Regions from separate parts of the Mus musculus genome. Here regions 1 and 3 are each linked to region 2. Evidence: chromatin contacts called from public HiChIP or PLAC-seq and promoter capture Hi-C data. All regions are on one chromosome and are shown on one strand. The core of a region is the stretch at or near the end of the contact, and the rest is flanking DNA. Distances in the headings are between cores, read along the strand shown. Region 1 overlaps Rsbn1l (round spermatid basic protein 1-like). Region 2 holds the start of Fam185a (family with sequence similarity 185, member A). Region 3 overlaps Dnajc2 (DnaJ heat shock protein family (Hsp40) member C2).

Region 1 (2,852 bases), core at 197-2,696, 510 kb after region 2:
TGAGCCAGTTGATCATACATGTGGGTCACTTCCTGGGCTTTTATTCTATTGTTCTTTTTATTATTAATCACCAGGGAAACACATTCCAAACCATGGATCCATTTCACTCCATTTAGAATGGAACAGGGCCTGAGAGATGGCTTATTGGGTAAGGACCCTTGCCATGAAGTCTCAAAAACATGAAGCAAAGGAGAGAAGTGTTGGCCCTGGACTGCCACATGCATGCTGTGGGGCATATTCCTCTTCCACCTTCAAGTAAATATGTAAACGTAACTTAAAAGTATGTGTTTTTCTTTTAAACCTTAAAAAGTACAATAATGGCTATTATAAAACAAAAGGCAACAAGTACTATTGAAGACAGAGTAAAGAAAATCCTTATGTACTATTGGGGAAAACGTTATTAGCAGTGCCATTAGTTAAACTGTGGTATGGAATTCCTTAAGTATGTCAAAGTGAAGCCCTTGTTTTCACCTCGTGTGGTCCTGTGGCCCCACAGCTCAGGCGGTATATCTGAAGGAGAGTGTGGTAAGTCTCTGCACTGATCTGTATTCTAGCATTGTTTACGATAGCTGAGAAAGGATAGAGAAATACAGACGTGCTATAAATGAAGTCTGTCATTTACTAAAGCATTACATTCAGTGAAATAAGTCAGGCAGATCGGCCCCACAGGCCTCTTGCCTGGAACCTAAAAAGTTATTCTCAGAAGCTGAGTGTAGAAAGAATGGTGGTGAGCAGTGGTAAGAATACTGGACAAGGAATGTGGTAAGGGTCAGTCAGAGAGAACGTTACAGTTGGCTAGGGTTAAGAAGAACTTGCATGGGGCTGGAGAGATGATGGCTCAGCAGTTAAGACTTCTGGCTGCTTTTCCAGAGGTCCCAAGTTCAATTCCCAGCAATCACATGGTGGCTTCTAATCACCTATAATGTGATCTGATGCTCTCTTCTAGCATGGGGGTGTATATGCAGATAGAGCACTCATATATATAAAATAAAGTGCTTGCACATATCTAATCTATTAGAGGCAGGTATCAGAGGCTGTAATTGGGAAAGTATATTTTTCTGTCATTAATTAAAAAGTGAATTTTATTGAACTTATGGCTATTTTAAAAATATAATGAATAAAGTGGCTGAGGAGCTGTCTTAGGCCTTAAGGCGCTTGCTGTGTAAGCGTGAGGACCTGAGCTCTGTCTCTCGCAACCATGGTGGCAGCACACTCCTGTAATTGTAGTCCTGGGGACGGGCGCGGAGACAGGAGGATCCTGAGCAGTTAGCAAGCCAGTCTGGCCAGATTGAAAAGTCCAGCTTCTGTGACAGGTAAAGAATGATTATGACTGAGGTAGACCCCTCCTCCCTCCGCCACTTTTCTATCATTCGTTACCATTCTTCTGTTTGAAAGTATGTGCTAAATATGGCATGGAATGGCTCCCCCTTGTGGCACTTTCCTTTATGTCCATGGAGGTTAGATTGCATCAGTAAGAATGTGATGACCAGGGAGATAGCAGGTAAAGCGTCTTAGTTAGGGTTCTATTGCTGTAAAGAGACACCGTGAGCAAGGCAACTCTTATAAAGGACAACATTGAATTGAAGCTGGCTACTGGCTCTGAGGTTCAGTCCATTATTTATTATCCTGGAGGAAAGCATGCCAGTGTCCAGGCAGGCATGGTGCTGGAGGAGCTGAGAGTTCTACAAGGCAAACAGAAGACTGTCTTGGGGCAGCTAGTAGGAGGGTCTCAGTGCCCACTCCCACAGTGACAGACTTCCTCCACCAAGGCCATACTTCCCAGTAGTGCCACTCCCTGGGTCAAACATATTCAAACCACCATAGGAAGGCATGCAAAGCTTGATCCCTGGCACCTACCTACATGTTTCAAGGAGAGTCAGCTCCCATGGGTTGTCCTGTGACTCCACGGTGCATGCTTGTATGTACCTTGGCATATTTACATATATTCTAATCCCTGCCCCAAATTCCCCTTCCCTTCCCACAGACATACACACACTAAAGTAATGTGATGAGCAACCCACTTACTGAAAGTAAGGCACTATTCCCTCAACAGAGCATTACTGAGACACAAGGTCCTCTGCCGTACTCTGCTGGCCTGAAGATCCAGCATTTAACCTATACGTCTGTTTACTCTAAATTGAGCTGATAGACAAGTTTAAATGTGTGTGTCTTTATGGATTACTATTCAGAAGAACTTTTAATGTCTTGGGGTGTTGATAGGGGCACCGAAACAACTACAGATAAACAGATTTTGAAATAAAAAATACTTTTTGCATTCCTAGACCAAATACGGTTTATTTGCTATGAGCATACATGGGAACCTCTAATGCAGAAAGGTTTTTCTAAAATTACTTGATTATAGAAATGTAGTTTCAAGGAATATACTTTGGGAAATAACAGGTTGTCTCTTGTAAGCTATTTTTCATGTTCTAAACCCTCATCGTTTTGCCCTCCTGTTGGAGTGATCTTTCTATGCAACACAAACAGCCTTGAGTCTTAGGAGCTCTCTGTTCCTGATCTCCTTTTACAGCAGGTGCAGTTTTGTTATGTGTCGTGCAGGTGTTACAGGGGTTGCTCTTTTACCTAAAGACTGTATGAGCAGAGATTAATAGCTTTGTAGTTCAAGTGTAAGTAATTCCTTTTATTTATCTAATATTTCAGATATTTTGTTAGTCTTTTTTAGAAACAATATAGGAGGGAAGTAAAAGGGCAGCATTGATAATCTTAGCTTTTTAGAGGGAGACTTCAGGGGAGAGTTAGATTGAGCATGGTCGGGTGGGGCCTGAACTGGGAGGTTTGCATATTTGCATGCTAGACACTCTACCAGCTGAGTTTCGTCCTGCATTTCATTT
Region 2 (3,169 bases), core at 18-2,517:
AATTTTAGAAGAGGTAAACGGTGCTATTGCTATCATCAGCAACACCATCCTTCAGTTCCAGGAAGAATGAGAGCCCCAGAACCCTTTCTAGAAAAGTATGTGTGCTCAGCGGTTTGCATCTGGGAAATAAAATAACGGGACTCAGATGCCTAAGAAATACGTTTTGCAGGTACTATTATGAATTTCCCCAGACAGTCTTAACTATGTGTCTTGCTTCAAAGTTTGTATTCGCAGAGAATTTACTTATGCCTAAATGAATAGACATCTACCAACCTGGGTACCTGTTGGAAAGCAAGGTTTTTTGTTCGTTTGTTTTTGTTTTTGTTTTTCTAGATTAGCTGGAAGCATCTATACATAGAGCTGACGAGGGACCAGAGCCCCGAGATGTGGGCTACCAAACCACTGGATAGTTATCAAGAAACCTCAACCCTGAACGATGCTAATGACTGTGATGCTAATGGCTCCACAATGTAATTAGACTCAGATTATTCCAATACAAGCTTCCACTCGGCTTTAATTTTCCTCCTTAATTGGAAACCCAACGCTTAAACACTATTAGTTTTGTGACCCAAACCCTTTTTCACTTCACTTGCCAAATTTGACGGGCGCGTTCACCTCCACCGACGCCTGGGGGTCGATGTCGTCCGACAGAATGGCCATCTCCTGCCGATCAGCATCATACTTGACCTGCAGGCTGTCCAGGCCGCGCGCCACGTGCTCCACGCCGCACACCGCCACCTGCACGCGGTCGCCATCCGGGTGCGCAAGGGGATCCAGGGGCCTCACGGCCAGGTGGCAAGGGAGCCGCGCCCTCAGTCGCCCAAACGGGCTCACCTGCAGCGTCCACTCCCTCAGAGCCCCACGCGCCAGGCCGGCCCCAGAGTCATCGGGCGCTGATCCCTGCCGCTGCGCCCCACTGGAGCCGCAAGTCCGAGCCCCGAGAGCTCCGACCAAGGCGCCCGCCCGCACTCGGGACGCGCAAGGAGGGAGGCGGCCGAACATGCTCTCCCTTGGAACGCTTCAGCCTTGGCTCGCTGGTCCCGGGACCACAAGAACCACGAGCTGCCTCGGGTCAGTCACGAAGGGGACAGCATGCACGGCTCCGCCAAGGAAGAACGAGCCAGGCCCCCAGCACAGTACTTAACGCCTTAAATCCCGGTAGGAAAGTTAAAACTTCAAAGAGCCTAGTTGAAACCCTGACCTGGACAAGTCACCTATTTCCGCCCCTTTGGCGGAGGCCATCGGGATATGTAGTTTTAAAGGAGCCAAACATCAAGGTGTTCTGGTAACTGTGAAACTACATATCCCAGGAGACAGTGCGCTGAATACACAGACTGACAGCCGATTGGTAGAGGAGCCCCCGCTCCCCCCTCGTTGCTTTCCCGTTGCTTCAAGCCCATTGGCCAAGAGAGCAGAGAAAGAAAAAAAGTTAATGTAACTGACCAATAGGAAGAGTAGAAGGGACGGGATAAACTCAGCTGTGGTTACTTTGGATACCAAGGACGCGACTCTTAGGAGAGGGTGAAGTTTTGAAGTGAGACCCCAGGGACCAAAACACACGGAGAAAAATAAGAGTTTAAACAAGGATCAGGACCAAAAGAAAGGGTAAGAAACAGCATGTTTATAGATGGGAATCAGATTCAAAGTTAGGAATACTTTCTTTAGGTAGTTAGAACCAAAGGTCACCAAACTAATGTGGATTCCCTGGGAATAGAGAATCCCCCTCACAAGAGACCTTAGCATGAGAGGACAGACACGTTCTGTTGCTTTCTCCCTTCTCTGTCCTTTAAGGGAACTCCCACTTAGGTAAAAAATACTAGATAGAAAAAGTGTTAGAAGCCAGGTATGGTGGCGCACGCCTTTAGTCCCAGCACTCAGGAGACAGAGGCAGGTGGATTTCTGAGTTCGAGGCCAGCCTGGTCTACAGAGTGAGTTCCAGGACAGCCTGGGCTATACAGAGAAACCCTGTCTCGAAAAAGAAAAAAGAAAAAAAAGGAAAAGAAAAAGTGTTAGAATTCTGGCTCTTTCTTAACTGTAAGTAGTAATCTTAGGCCAGTCATTGGATGCCTTTGGGTTTTACTATTTGCTTATAAAATGATGACACTATCTTCCTTGTCTTGTGTAGAAGTTTTTTTTTTCGTTTTTACCACATTTATCAAATGAAACAATGGACAACAAAGCAGTGCACAGTATACAAAACAAAGTATTTTAGGAATGGCATATGTCTACGTTGCTAAGAGATTTGGAGACATTTGAACTTGGTTAGAGGACAGTCTTGATCTCTTTCCCTGCAACTGGTCCTTGGCCTTAATGGTAAAATAAAATCTCTCTCTCTCTCTCTCTCTCTCTCTCTCTCTCTCTCTCTCTCTCTGGATCATAAGACTTGTTAGGGGATGTCAGAATTTTTTCCTGGTCCTGTTGTATTATCTATGGCACAAGAAATGTTTCTTCAGTTTTGATATAAGACAGACTGTGCTAAATAACTCTATAAGTTAACTCTTTTTTTTATTATTCAGTAGGCAGTAAAGATAATGGGAAATGGGGGGTGTGGACATTATTTCAGCCATATTTGCCTATTCTTCTCCCCATTCTACAAATAATTCCCTAAATTCCTTACATACAGATTTAACTAATTGCAAGTCCAGTGTGATGGTGTTCACTTGTAAGTTTTCAGAGTTTGGGAAGCTGAAGCAGAAAGATCTCAAATCTGAGGCCCACCTGGACTATATACGGAGAACGTTGTGACAAATAAAATACACAATAAGTAAATAAAATGATACCTTTAAAGATCAAAACTCTCAGCCAAATATGGGACCCCAATTCTTTGAACCTGAAGTGACAGATGGATAGATAGACTAGGCTAAAGTCCTCCCCAGCGTCCATGTTGTTCTCTTAGTGAAGACTATGGTAGTGGTGGTGGCAGTGACAGCCCTGCCCTGCTGTCAGCCATCTGAGAAGAAGGCCCCTATCCTTGAGGACCTCCACCAAGGTGAAACCTGTCCTTGACTTTGCTGGAAAAAAAATGTTGGGAGAAGCTAATGTGAAAGAGGGTTGATTTAAAATAGATTTTAAACAAGGGTTTAAGAGCACAGGGGTTGCTAGAGGTGACTGATCACACAGGGAGAGAAAGAGACACACCCAAGAGCACAGGTGTAAGCTCCCTTGAGCT
Region 3 (3,062 bases), core at 49-2,548, 340 kb before region 2:
TGCCACACATGCTCCTGTCTTTCTGCCCTTCCTTCTTTCACCAGCATGTGCTTGCTTACGTGTAGTTATTTGCTGGATTGTGAGCACCTTACTCATGGCTACACTACTGAGAAAAATTACTCCCCTCCCCCCAGCAACTTTTACCTGCCAGTAGCGTCTCAGTTAGAATGAGTGGCCCTCACACTCTCCTCCTCCACCCATGAGGGCTCTGGACAGGCTTAATCTTGCCACAGCTCTGTGCATTCACGACTGCAGGGGCCCCAGCGTGTTCAGAAGACATTTCACAGCACCCCTGCACATCCTGCAGCTGCCATAGTCTGTCTTCTTCCATTCTGTGATGTTCCTGAACCCTTGGGTGTCAGGGAGTGAGGGCCATACTCTAATGCTCCAGTCAGCTACCCTCAGCACATCGACAAGTTAGGAGTCTGCATTAACCACCTCCTGACTTAGAGAGAGCTGCACAGCCTACGGATATAAATACAATACTTGGACGGCAACTTGACAACATTTTCGTTTAGCAAAACAGTAATAGTTGATTCCCCACTATGGCCTATAACCTTTCTATCCATGAGGTTTTGACCAAGTTTAGATTATCAGTCATGAACTCCATGCTCCAGAGTAGACCTCAAATCCAAATCATAAAGTGGGTGGTTACCCCACAACTGAATCATGGCCACTGTCATCCCAGTAAGCACATTTTGGTAATAGGGGTTTGTTTGTTTGTTGGTTGGTTGGTTGGATGTATGTTTATGAGAACCTTCATGTATGGATATACACAACATGCATGCCTGGTGCCTCAAAAGCCCAGCACAGAACTAGAACTAGAACTTGGAACTAGAGTTGCATGCAGTTCTAAGCTGCCAGTGTGAGCGTTGGGCACCTAAGTTGGGTCCTCTGGAAGAACAGCAATGCTTCAGTTTCTGAGCCTTCTCTCTGAGCCCCAGTATATAAGCCTAGGTGGGGCCAAGTAGGTTAGTATACACCTAAGAAATTGTCAAGGAAAATAGTGTCAAAATAGTTCGGCTCCATAAGGTCTTCTCTTGGTTGCCAAAGCTAGTTTTAGTTTCTTTATTAATGTGTAGGGAAATTCTTTTTACATAAATATCAAGAAAAGCAATGAAAATTAATACTAAATGAAACCACCCTTTAAATAACAGGAATGAGGGATAGCGGCTTCATTGTTAGGACACTTGCACTGAATTTATAAAGTGTTGTTTTCCAGTCATCTGTAGTGCTTGCTTGGTATTGACTTTTTCTGTCTTACAGCCGTGATGAGAGGAAGTGGATTGAAAAGCAGAACAGAGCCACGAGGGCACAAAGGAAAAAGGAAGAGATGAACAGAATAAGAACATTAGTTGGTAAGTAGAGTTAATGGGGTTTTCACAAAAATTTTTTACGTTCTTTGAATGTTAGACATTGACAAGATTACCATATTTTTTGGGTAGATAATGCTTACAGTTGTGACCCAAGGATAAAAAAATTTAAGGAAGAAGAAAAGGCCAAGAAAGAAGCAGAAAAGAAAGCAAAAGCAGAGGCCAGGCGGAAGGAGCAGGAAGCCAAAGAAAAGGTAAGGCTACATGGAGGGCTGCAAAAGGCTTCAGTCCTGAAGGTGGAGTAATTAGAAACGGAATTGAGTACCACTCTGAGCGATGGCTTTTAAGGTTTGATATGGTTGTTACTTGTTTGTTTTGAGATGGGCTCTCACTATGTAGCCCTGGCCTGGAACTCACTAGGCTGGCCTTGATCCCACTGAAATCTGCCTGCCTCTGCTACCACACCAAACCTATTTCTGACATTTTGAAACAGGGTCTCACTTTGAATTCCAGGCATGAGCCACTTATGCCTGGCTTGTGAGTGAATCTTAACAAATTGACTAGGTGTCTTACAACAGTTCCTTACTAAACAAACAAAATACATCATTCAAAAATCCTTCAACTTTCTTTTATTTCTTAAGTTGTTTTGCTTTATCTGAGGCAGGGTCTCAACTATATAGCCTTGGCTGCTCTGGAACTCACTGTATAGACCAGGCTGGCCTTGGAAGATCTGCCTGCCTCTGCCTCTCTGCACCTCTCTGTGCCTCTGTATCTCTGCGCCTCTGCCTCTGCCTCTGCAGTGTTTGGACTAAAGTTGTGCCCACTACACCCAGACTTACTTATTTTTAGTCAGATTTATTTTTATTTTAACTTGTGTTTCTGCGTGAATGTCTGTGCTATATGCTACATGTGTACCCATGCCTGATGAAGGAGGAGAGGACATTAGATGCCCTGAAGATGGAATTAAGGCTTGGGTACTGGGAACCAATCTTGGGTTCTCGAGTGTGCTCTTAACTGCTGAGCCATCTCTCTGGCCCTTGCTTTATTTTTTAACTGCCTGTTTTATATTTCCTTCCTTCCTTCCTTCCTTTCTTTCTTCCTTTCCTTTCCTTTCCCTTCCTTTCCTTTCCTTTCCTTTCCTTTCCTTTCCTTTCCCTTTCCTTTCCCTTTCCTTTCCCTTTCCTTTCCCTTTCCTTTCCCTTTCCTTTCCCTTTCCTTTCCCTTTCCTTTTCTTTCTTTTCTTTCTTTCTTTTCTTTCTTCTTTCTTTTTCCAAGACAGGGTTTCTCTGTATAGCCCTGGCTGTCCTGGAACTCACTTTGTAGACCAGGCTGGCCTCGAACTCAGAAATCCACCTGCCTCTGCCTCCCAAGTGCTGGGATTAAAGGCATGTGCCACTACCGCCTGGCTTTTATATTTTATAATAAGTAAAATTTTATAATTTGTAGAATTTTGTCGGCTCTCCTTACCTTTATTTACCACTGTCTTAGTCAGGGTTTCTATTCCTGTACAAACATCATGACCAAGAAGCAAATTGGGGAGGAAAGGGTTTATTCAGCTTACATTTCCACATTGCTGTTCATCACTGAAAGAAGTCAGGACTGGAACTCAAGCAGGTCAGGAAGCAGAGGCCATGGAGGGATGTTACTCACTGGCTTGCTTCCCCTGGCTTGCTCAGCTGCTTTCTTATAGAACCAAGACTACCAGCCCAGAGATGGTCCCACCCACAAGGAGCCTTTCCCCCTTGATCA

Evidence for each region. Promoter capture Hi-C pulls out the DNA fragments that hold promoters and counts their contacts. HiChIP or PLAC-seq counts read pairs in DNA pulled down with a chosen protein or histone mark.
Region 1: a promoter capture Hi-C map of stem cell-derived epiblast-like cells shows a contact between it and region 2, with 2.9 times the contacts expected there. The contact joins the enhancer-like site here to the promoter of Fam185a in region 2. A contact is called at or near these places in 12 of 39 promoter capture datasets (the 3T3-L1 cell line, 3T3-L1-derived adipocytes, the C10 cell line and 6 more), 1 of 15 datasets of contacts at CTCF or cohesin (large pre-B cells), 10 of 484 Hi-C or Micro-C datasets (adipose-derived mesenchymal stem cells, cardiomyocytes, cerebellar granule neurons and 6 more), 6 of 115 datasets of contacts at active chromatin or transcription factors (the 230-238 cell line, astrocytes, bone marrow-derived macrophages and 3 more) and 3 of 9 other capture datasets (adipose tissue, liver and pancreatic islet).
Region 3: a contact with region 2 is called in an H3K4me3 HiChIP or PLAC-seq map of bone marrow-derived macrophages, with 4 times the contacts expected there. The contact joins the enhancer-like site here to the promoter of Fam185a in region 2. A contact is called at or near these places in 5 of 39 promoter capture datasets (the 3T3-L1 cell line, hippocampal neurons, liver and 1 more) and 1 of 115 datasets of contacts at active chromatin or transcription factors (bone marrow-derived macrophages).

The regions. Positions count from the first base shown.
Region 1 is chr5:20,912,440-20,915,291 of GRCm38.p6, reverse strand. The region is part of intron 3 of Rsbn1l (round spermatid basic protein 1-like); the gene reads left to right. Among named protein-coding and RNA genes, the nearest start is that of Tmem60, 31 kb to the right of the region's middle. Within about 2 kb of position 1,446, at least 20 of the 459 cell types and tissues checked have an H3K27ac peak or open chromatin away from gene starts, as enhancers often do. A contact at or near this core is called in embryonic fibroblasts, pancreatic cancer cells and stem cell-derived epiblast-like cells, where this site is marked.
Region 2 is chr5:21,423,001-21,426,169 of GRCm38.p6, reverse strand. It overlaps Fam185a (family with sequence similarity 185, member A), which reads right to left and starts at 1,267. Exons shown (of 8, transcript NM_177869.4): 1 at 594-1,267. The coding sequence starts at 1,002. It overlaps Ccdc146 (coiled-coil domain containing 146), which reads left to right and starts at 1,493. Exons shown (of 19, transcript NM_029195.1): 1 at 1,493-1,605.
Region 3 is chr5:21,766,942-21,770,003 of GRCm38.p6, reverse strand. Dnajc2 (DnaJ heat shock protein family (Hsp40) member C2) reads left to right here. Exons shown (of 17, transcript NM_009584.4): 8 at 1,267-1,358; 9 at 1,446-1,567. Among named protein-coding and RNA genes, the nearest start is that of Dnajc2, 17 kb to the left of the region's middle. Within about 2 kb of position 1,298, at least 8 of the 459 cell types and tissues checked have an H3K27ac peak or open chromatin away from gene starts, as enhancers often do. A contact at or near this core is called in bone marrow-derived macrophages, where this site is marked.